Linked DNA regions of Mus musculus: region 1 is linked to region 2. Evidence: chromatin contacts called from public HiChIP or PLAC-seq data. All regions are on one chromosome and are shown on one strand. Each heading gives the region's core, a stretch centred on a gene start, on an enhancer-like site or on the middle of the called end of the contact. The rest is flanking DNA. Distances are from core to core; before and after follow the strand shown. Region 1 has its middle 57 kb from the start of Gm35895. Region 2 has its middle 14 kb from the start of Gm40424.

Region 1 (3,930 bases), core at 363-2,862, 130 kb after region 2:
AATCCTACGGGACCGACAAGTGCCATGGCTGGGTAGTTTCAGAGCAAATTTCTTAAGAATAAATGAGACATCAAAGAAGCAGCATAGAGATCAAGACATATAGATCAGGACGGTGATCTAGACTGCGCTGTTACAGGGGTGGAAGTGAGAAAACAGTAGCCATGTGTCTATGGTGGCAGAGGAAGGGTTCTGAGACGATGCCTCATTGGCAGTCACAGGATGAAATGTCACTGCCCCTGTGTGGAACAGTGAGGAAGACTGAAAGGTGTAAGGGGCACACAGGTTCATGTGCCTTGGGTGTTCCCACTGGTGCTGGCTGTACCCCAAAAGGGTTGTTCTAAGTAGATGAGAGTGGCCTGGACAAAAAAAAAAATGGTTCTTAAGAAAAAACAAAGCACTTTGCTTGTCAGAACAGAGAATGAGTAGAAAAATATCAGGTTTCCAGATTGAATGACTGAGGTACAGATTATAATTAAAAAAGCAAAACACTTCCTTAGAAAGAAAGGGATCTAGTGGGGGCAATTTCCAAAGAAAATATGACTGGAGAGTTCATCTGCCAATTTCCATTAGTGTATATTCTACTGTGAAGCTTGTGGGGGAGGACTTTGAACACAGCCTTTCTGGGAGGCCATGGATTCTCAGCAGAAGGTAGTCAGAGTCTGCCTGCAGTCAAGAAGGAAGCTGGAACCATAGATCAGTGGCTTTCAACCTTTCTCATGCTGAGACCCTTTAATACAGTTTCTCACGCAGTTGTGATCCCGCTATAAAGGTAAGGCTTTGCTACTTCATAATGATAATTTTGCTACTGCTATGAATTGTAATGTAAATATCTGATAGGCAGGATACTGGGTACGCGACTGGGATTGAGAGCCACAGGCTGAGAACCACTGCCACAGACAACTAGAAGTGATGGAGAGCTGTATCCTTTCAGAAAGATCTTTGCTAACCTGAGAGCTACTACTGTAAGGTTCAGAAAGAGAACAAAGATCAGATGAAATAGGGGACCAGGATCCAACTGGCAGCCACCAAAGGCAAACCCAACCTGGCTGGGCAGCTGTGAGAAAGCACTTTCTTTGGGCCATGGGATACTTGTCTGTCAAAAAGAGGGCCCAGGGGATGTGGTCTCTAAGGTGCATTCTCACTCCAGCATTAGTGGGTCTAAATGTATAATTCATTTCAGCATGCATTCTTGGAGGACCTTGGCACTGTCTGAAGCACTGTGGGTCAGCAGTTCTCAGCATCCTCTCCGGTGTAGCTCCCATCAATCACAACTATTGAATAACTGCTACTAAATGTAGAGTGATGCATGCTTTCCAGAACGGAAATGTGCAGAAGTGGTCCCAGCATACAAGCGAGAGCTAAGAGAGCAAGCTTGCCTCTCACAATGTACCAGACTAGCCGGCAACATTAAGAAAGGGATTCTGCCAGGGTGTGATGGAGGGGAAATTGACCCACACCTCAGAGAGGAGCTGTCCTGGTACTAAGAAAGGCCTGGTGCTCATGGGATCACCATCCAGAGGGGAGTTCCCTCCCACCTTACCCCAAGCCATCTCTGCCATTGTTTGCTCTGTTTGCTCACAAAGCTAGAAGTCAGCCTCTTGATAGGAAATGAGGAAACACACACAGACACAGATGGGTGAGCAGGAAACTGGAGGCGATCAGAAGGGAGACAAAAGCATGTCCTGAGATGAGTCACTGTAACCATTTCAAAAGCCACCACAAAGTCCCAGCACCTGTCACGGGCTCAGTCTCTGTCCTGAAAGAAATGTAGCAAGGGAGGTTGAAGTCACATCTGATAACTTGCAAGCTACACATCAGACAGAGAGGCCTGAGCAAAGAGACTAGGGAAATGAGACTGATGGCTGCTTGTTCCTCACCTGCCACAGTCCTCAGGGGTCCCCCTTAGGTAGGCTGAAGGCTCTCACTTTGAATTCTCAGTGGCCACAATTCACAGTCAGCAGAGCACAATGGACCTGTTGACCCCTCTCCATGATGAACGCAGTGTTGATGCTTTATATTGACCTAGAAACAAGCCAATGCTCATCCTTTCGCCACTGCAAGGGGTACGTGCAATCAACTGGAGAAAACACGGAAGGAAGGAAGAATCCAGAAGAGAGAAGAGTCTACCCAGGACAGAAGTACTGGGAGATTCTGGGGTGATGACAGGAAAGCAGGTAGCAGCCACAGGGGTCACCAGTTCTCACAGGACAACAGGACAAGGACCTCTAGCAGGGCTGTCTCAAAAGAGAGCAAGGACCATCTTCATATGGGCCAGGAAGTGAGTCACGGGGCTGTTGAGGAGTACCATGCTGACTACTCTGTGAAAACAAAGCTATCAGTAACTCCAAGGATGCTAGTTGGTTCCTTCCAAACCCAGTGTTGGAGCTGATGCCTGTACTGTGGAGGCAGTGGTCCTTTCAGGACCTTTCCAGCCTTTATCCATCAAGATGTCTTTGAGGGGTAGATCGGTTCTTGCAGGAGTGTGTTGTTGATATAAAATGGGTCAGCCCTTTCGTCCTTTCCTCTCTTTGCCTTTGTCTTTCCACCTTTCTATCATGCCTGGAGCAACACAAGGTGTTCACCAGGAGCCAGTCTGTAGCTGGTGCTGCACTCTTGAGTCAGGAGGTAAAATGAGCCGGAAAACCCCAGCCTCGGGTATCTGTTATAATAAGTAAGGAGGAATGGTCTCAGTATCTCATACAACTCACCTTGAACTACAGTTACGTGTCCACAAAAGGTCATCTACACTATGAAGAGTGCTGTGAACCATTTGGAGAAAGTGATGGAGAGAGAGGGAGAAAGAGAGAGAGGGGGAGAGAGAGAGAGAGGGAGAAAGAGAGAGTCCAGACCTGCACATGCAAGAAATAATAGCACGAATGCATTGAGGAACTTTCAAGATTGAAGCCTTCACAGTGGCATGTGCCCAGACTCCTGTTCATGAGGCTCAGACAGAAGGGGACCGGTGGGAGGTCCTTGGGCTAATGGGGACCCTGCCCTTAGGAAGCAGTACTTTGGAAAGCAAGCTGTTATGAATGTGAGCAGGACTCCTTCCTGTCTCCCAGGTTTCCTGAGTCAAGATGTATTCTTTCTCCCTCAACATTCATAGCAGGGTGAGGTCCTGACTCTTCTAAACAGTAAACTAAAGTAAGCATCTTGTCTTTCTAAGCCTAACCTGCTCACCCCAGAAATTTTACTACAATAATGGAAAATGAACTAATGCATTTTATTTTAAGCAAATGTTTAACAAGAATATAATATACACTCGTATGAAAAACAAAAGAGCTGGGCAGTGGTGGTGTATGCCTTTAATCCCAGCACTTGTGAGGCAGAGGCAGGCAGATTTCTGAGTTTGAGGCCAGCCTGGTCTACAGAGTGAGTTCCAGGACAGTCAGGGCTACACAGAGAAACCCTGTCTTGGAAAAAGAAAAGAAAGGAAGAGAGAGAGAGAGACAGACAGACAGACAGACAAAAGACACAAAAAAAGTTAACAAAAACCTGTCATGTGCTGGTTTTTCCAAGTCAGTGTCTCTGTAGTCCTGACTGTCCTGGCACTCAGACAGCCTGATCTCAAATTCACATATCTACCTGCCTCTGTCTCCTGCCTCTGCCCCCAGACAGTTGGGTTTAAAGTCATGCAGCACCAGGCCCAGCAACAGAAATCATTTAAATAAAAGGGAAAATGGATCCTGTGCTACCATGCCCAGGGCTGACCCTGTGCCACAGCTCTCCATACCCAAATTCACCCCAGAGAGAACTGGTCTCCCAGGAGTACTGACACACAGGCTTGCAGGAGGGATAAACCACAGTCAGAGGTAGCAAGACCAGTTAACACAAGACATACCCAGATGGAGAGCGGCAAGGGCAAGAGTATAAGCAACAGAACCCAGTTCTCCCACCACAGTGAGCCCTGGATACCCCAACACGCCAGAA
Region 2 (3,610 bases), core at 667-3,166:
AGCCACCACACCATAAGCTATACAAATTTTACTGGTAGTAAGTCATTTGATAAGTGTGTTCCACCCTATAAAGCTAACCCATTTACCAATGCCACTTGCAGTATTATAGTGGTCCTAGGTGTCCGCAATTCCTCTAGGCTCTGCCCAACAGTTACCTAGCAACAATCTACATCTCCACCCTGGGTTCAGCCAGGAGCCAGCAGTATAAGGACTACTTGGCTTCTCTCTCTCTCTCTCTCTCTCTCTCCTCCATCCCTCTATCTTACCTCTCTGTGTCTCCACCCCCCTCCCCTACATGTTCCAGGCTGGCCTCTCCTTCTCTTCCCCTCTCCTTTCCCTTTCTGTCCCACCTGCCTTCCTCTGCCTCTAACCCCATCCCAGGCACCCTGCTGCTCCGTTCCCTGGCTCCCTTCCCCCAATAAACTTCTTTTGTTCTAGGCCTGTCATGTGACTTGATCCCAAGACTCCTTGGCAGGGACCACTGAGGTGCTCCCTCCAGCCGCACTATACTACATCATCTTATAAAACACAACAATAGTCATGATGGTGACAGAGCTAAGTGAGCCTCGAGAGACAACTGGTCCACTGAGAGTAAATGAAGTCGAGGTCCTGAAGTTTAAATTGCCTGGCAGCAATGTTCCCAGGAGCACTCCTGGGGCAGGGGGATACCCCATTCTCCTTTTCAAGCTCTGTAGTCTTGTCAGAAGAGTTTCTGTTTTATATATATATTTGAGGGGGGGCCATTCTGGGCCAAAGGATTAAAAGGAGAAAAAGAACACATTTATATAAAGTACTGAGGTAAGTTTATTCCCATATCCTTATCTGGGAAAGCAACAGGCAGAGATCATGTGACAGCAAACCCAAAACTTCTCCCCTCATATGGGGGGGGGGGGACGGGGACATGGGGAACGGGGGGGGGGGGGGCGGGGGAGGGACGGACACTGGCTGCTTTGATTAAATCTTAATGCAAAGGCTGCAGATTAAGTTGTCATTCTGTAGAAGTCTTAGTAGCTACAGGCAGGCATCTTAGCTGCCAGACCCTTGTGCTAATCATCGAAAGTCACAGCTGTCTTGTTTTTTTTTAATGGGTGTCCTTTATCAAGATAACATAAATTTACTGACAAAAGGAAATTCGTGGACAGCCTGGAGGGGAAGCAGGAGGTAGGTAAGAGTGAATGGCCCTGCTAAAAACAGCGCCCCACACCCAGGAGAAAGTGTCCCTGCCCTGGAAGTCAATTCACCTTCCCCGCTCCCCACTCAACTACAGTCTGTTAGGAAACCCCAGGCACAAGAGTACGCAAGACGGCAAGAACGAACGCCAAAGGAGGCTCGGAAGTGTGTGAGCCTCTGAAAGTTAGAAGCCAGGAGGAAAGGCTTGGCTAAAAATAGAACTTATCAGATGGATTAAAGTCCCTCCCGAGAATGTTATCTCTCCCCACAGGAGGGTGGGGGGAAAGTCTGTCAAGGGGAACACAGGCCACAGGATGAATAAGCAGAAAAATAGGAGGAAATGACCAAGCCAATGCACGGGGCGTGCGTGCTGTACGAGAGCTGGCAGAGACAGCGCAGCTCCGCAGCTCCGGAGCCCAGAATCGGAGAATTTGCTGAGGCAGGGCACTCCCCAAAGCAAGACACTGCCAAGTACGGGGCGGGGGAGCAGTTTGTCCTTCCTCCCCACCTTTTCAGAATTGAGGCATTCCCGTTTGATTGGATATTACCTTTTCAAGCCATTTATTTAAAAAAAAAAAAAAAAGTCTACAGAAAAGGTTTCTTGGGAAAGTCCGCCTTCCAGCATTTTATGGCACACACCCAATGAAATTTCCCAAATCGATAGTTGGTGAATCCTTAGATCCTTTCCCAAGTTCCCACTGCTTTCTGGGCCACCCCCAGCTTGGGTCAGGTCAAGAGGAACAAGAGAAGCTTCCTAGAGCTGCCGGCAGCTACTCCAGACCAGTGAGAGACCAACACAGTATGTCCAGTCCCCTCCTCTCTTCAGTCCTCTTCCTCAGAAGTCCTCAATAGACAAAAGGCTCTTCTACACCTTAATCCCAAGTTACCTTTTGACATCTACACACACACATACACACACATCACTCACATACACACATACACACACATACACACATACACACACACACACACATATACACACACACACATATACACACATACACACACATCACTCACACACACACACACACACATGTACACACATACACACACACACACACACACACACACATCACTCACAAACATGAGACATCCCGAATTGTGTAGTGTTTTAATCAGCTGAGTATTTATCCACTCCTAGAGCAATCTTTCTCAAGTTGGTAAAACATTATCAATAAGCTACAACAGTATTCCCTAAAACCAGAGATGTCTTTTTAAAAAGAATCACAAAATGACCTCTATAAATGTTCCCAAGAGTCAATTGGAGTGGCATACACCTTTAATTCCAGCACTCGGAAGAATCGAGTGGATCTTTGTGAGGCCAGCCTGGTCTACAGAGTGAGCTCCAGGACAGCCAAGGCTATACAGAGAAACCCTGACTTGGAAAAGCATACCCTGTCCCCCAAAATAATAAGAAAGGGAAAATAAAGGCACTCAGAAATGTAAGAGTTAACTCCCAGGAGTTAGGAGAAAGGCTTCCAGGAGAAAGGTTACTTGTCTTAAGTGGGGAAATCACCAAAGATCAAAGTTTTTTTTTAGTCTTATTTCAACACAGTTGTTCACACTGTTAAGTAGGCTGAAGGCTGTGTGTCACGGGGTAGGAATCTAAGTGTGTCAAGAAGAAAAGGCAGTGAGTGTTCCCTTTCATCCCTAGAAAGTGTATGTGACCCAGGAACACAGGGAGGTATCAGGCACACTGGCTAAAGGCTCCAAACTGCATTCCAGTGTTGTCTGCTCCAAACAACCGGTGCTGTTCAACTCTACCTTAAGGCGGGGAATATACCTCCAAACATCTCACGCCCTCGAGGCCAATGTTGCATAGAAACCCAAAGTCCCTCCTCAGTCTTATGAGGCAGGCAAAGAAAATCCTATTTAAGCAGCAAGAAAGCATTCAAGGACAAAGCTGCGGCTTCTGCACGCATAGCTGTTACTGAGTAAGGAGCACTCCTTTAGGAGGCTGGCCCTGGAACACTTGTGAATAACCCAACAGGGGGAGAGAAAATTTAAATATGCAGCAGCTTAAGCTTGCCTCTCCCGACTCTATTCGTGATCTTTATTTGCCATCCACTCTGCAGGAAGGAACAGAGACCACAAGGACCTGGAGGTCTGGAGTCCAGTCCTGTTATGCTACTCCATCACCGTAACCTTGGCAGAGCCACCTAACTGTTCTGAGTAGTTTCCTCATCCTGGAAAGAGGAAGAGCTGCCTCACTGTGGTTACAAAGAACAACAGTGTGTGCACGTAGCGCAGGCCCCAGGCACACAGGTATCCTCTGAGGACTCCAACCCGCCCATTGTTGTAGGGTTCCGGATGTGACTCTTTGAATCTGTCTCTGGCCTTGCAAATGTAGAAGCAGTGACCCGTGGTAAAGAAAGGGTGACTTTTAAAGGGCCCAGCAGGGATGCAGCGAGAAGCACCACATTAGAAATCATGTTTGGAC

The links. HiChIP or PLAC-seq counts read pairs in DNA pulled down with a chosen protein or histone mark.
Region 1: a CTCF HiChIP or PLAC-seq map of CD8 T cells shows a contact between it and region 2, with 5 read pairs. The contact joins two enhancer-like sites. A contact is called at or near these places in 1 of 15 datasets of contacts at CTCF or cohesin (CD8 T cells), 1 of 484 Hi-C or Micro-C datasets (the HL-1 cell line) and 4 of 115 datasets of contacts at active chromatin or transcription factors (double positive thymocytes, embryonic stem cells and extraembryonic endoderm stem cells).

Annotation. Positions count from the first base shown.
Region 1 is chr12:54,291,734-54,295,663 of GRCm38.p6, forward strand. No RefSeq gene overlaps it. Among named protein-coding and RNA genes, the nearest start is that of Gm35895, 57 kb to the right of the region's middle. Within about 2 kb of position 1,613, at least 52 of the 459 cell types and tissues checked have an H3K27ac peak or open chromatin away from gene starts, as enhancers often do. A contact at or near this core is called in CD8 T cells, where this site is marked.
Region 2 is chr12:54,161,490-54,165,099 of GRCm38.p6, forward strand. No RefSeq gene overlaps it. Among named protein-coding and RNA genes, the nearest start is that of Gm40424, 14 kb to the right of the region's middle. Within about 2 kb of position 1,917, at least 198 of the 459 cell types and tissues checked have an H3K27ac peak or open chromatin away from gene starts, as enhancers often do. A contact at or near this core is called in CD8 T cells, where this site is marked.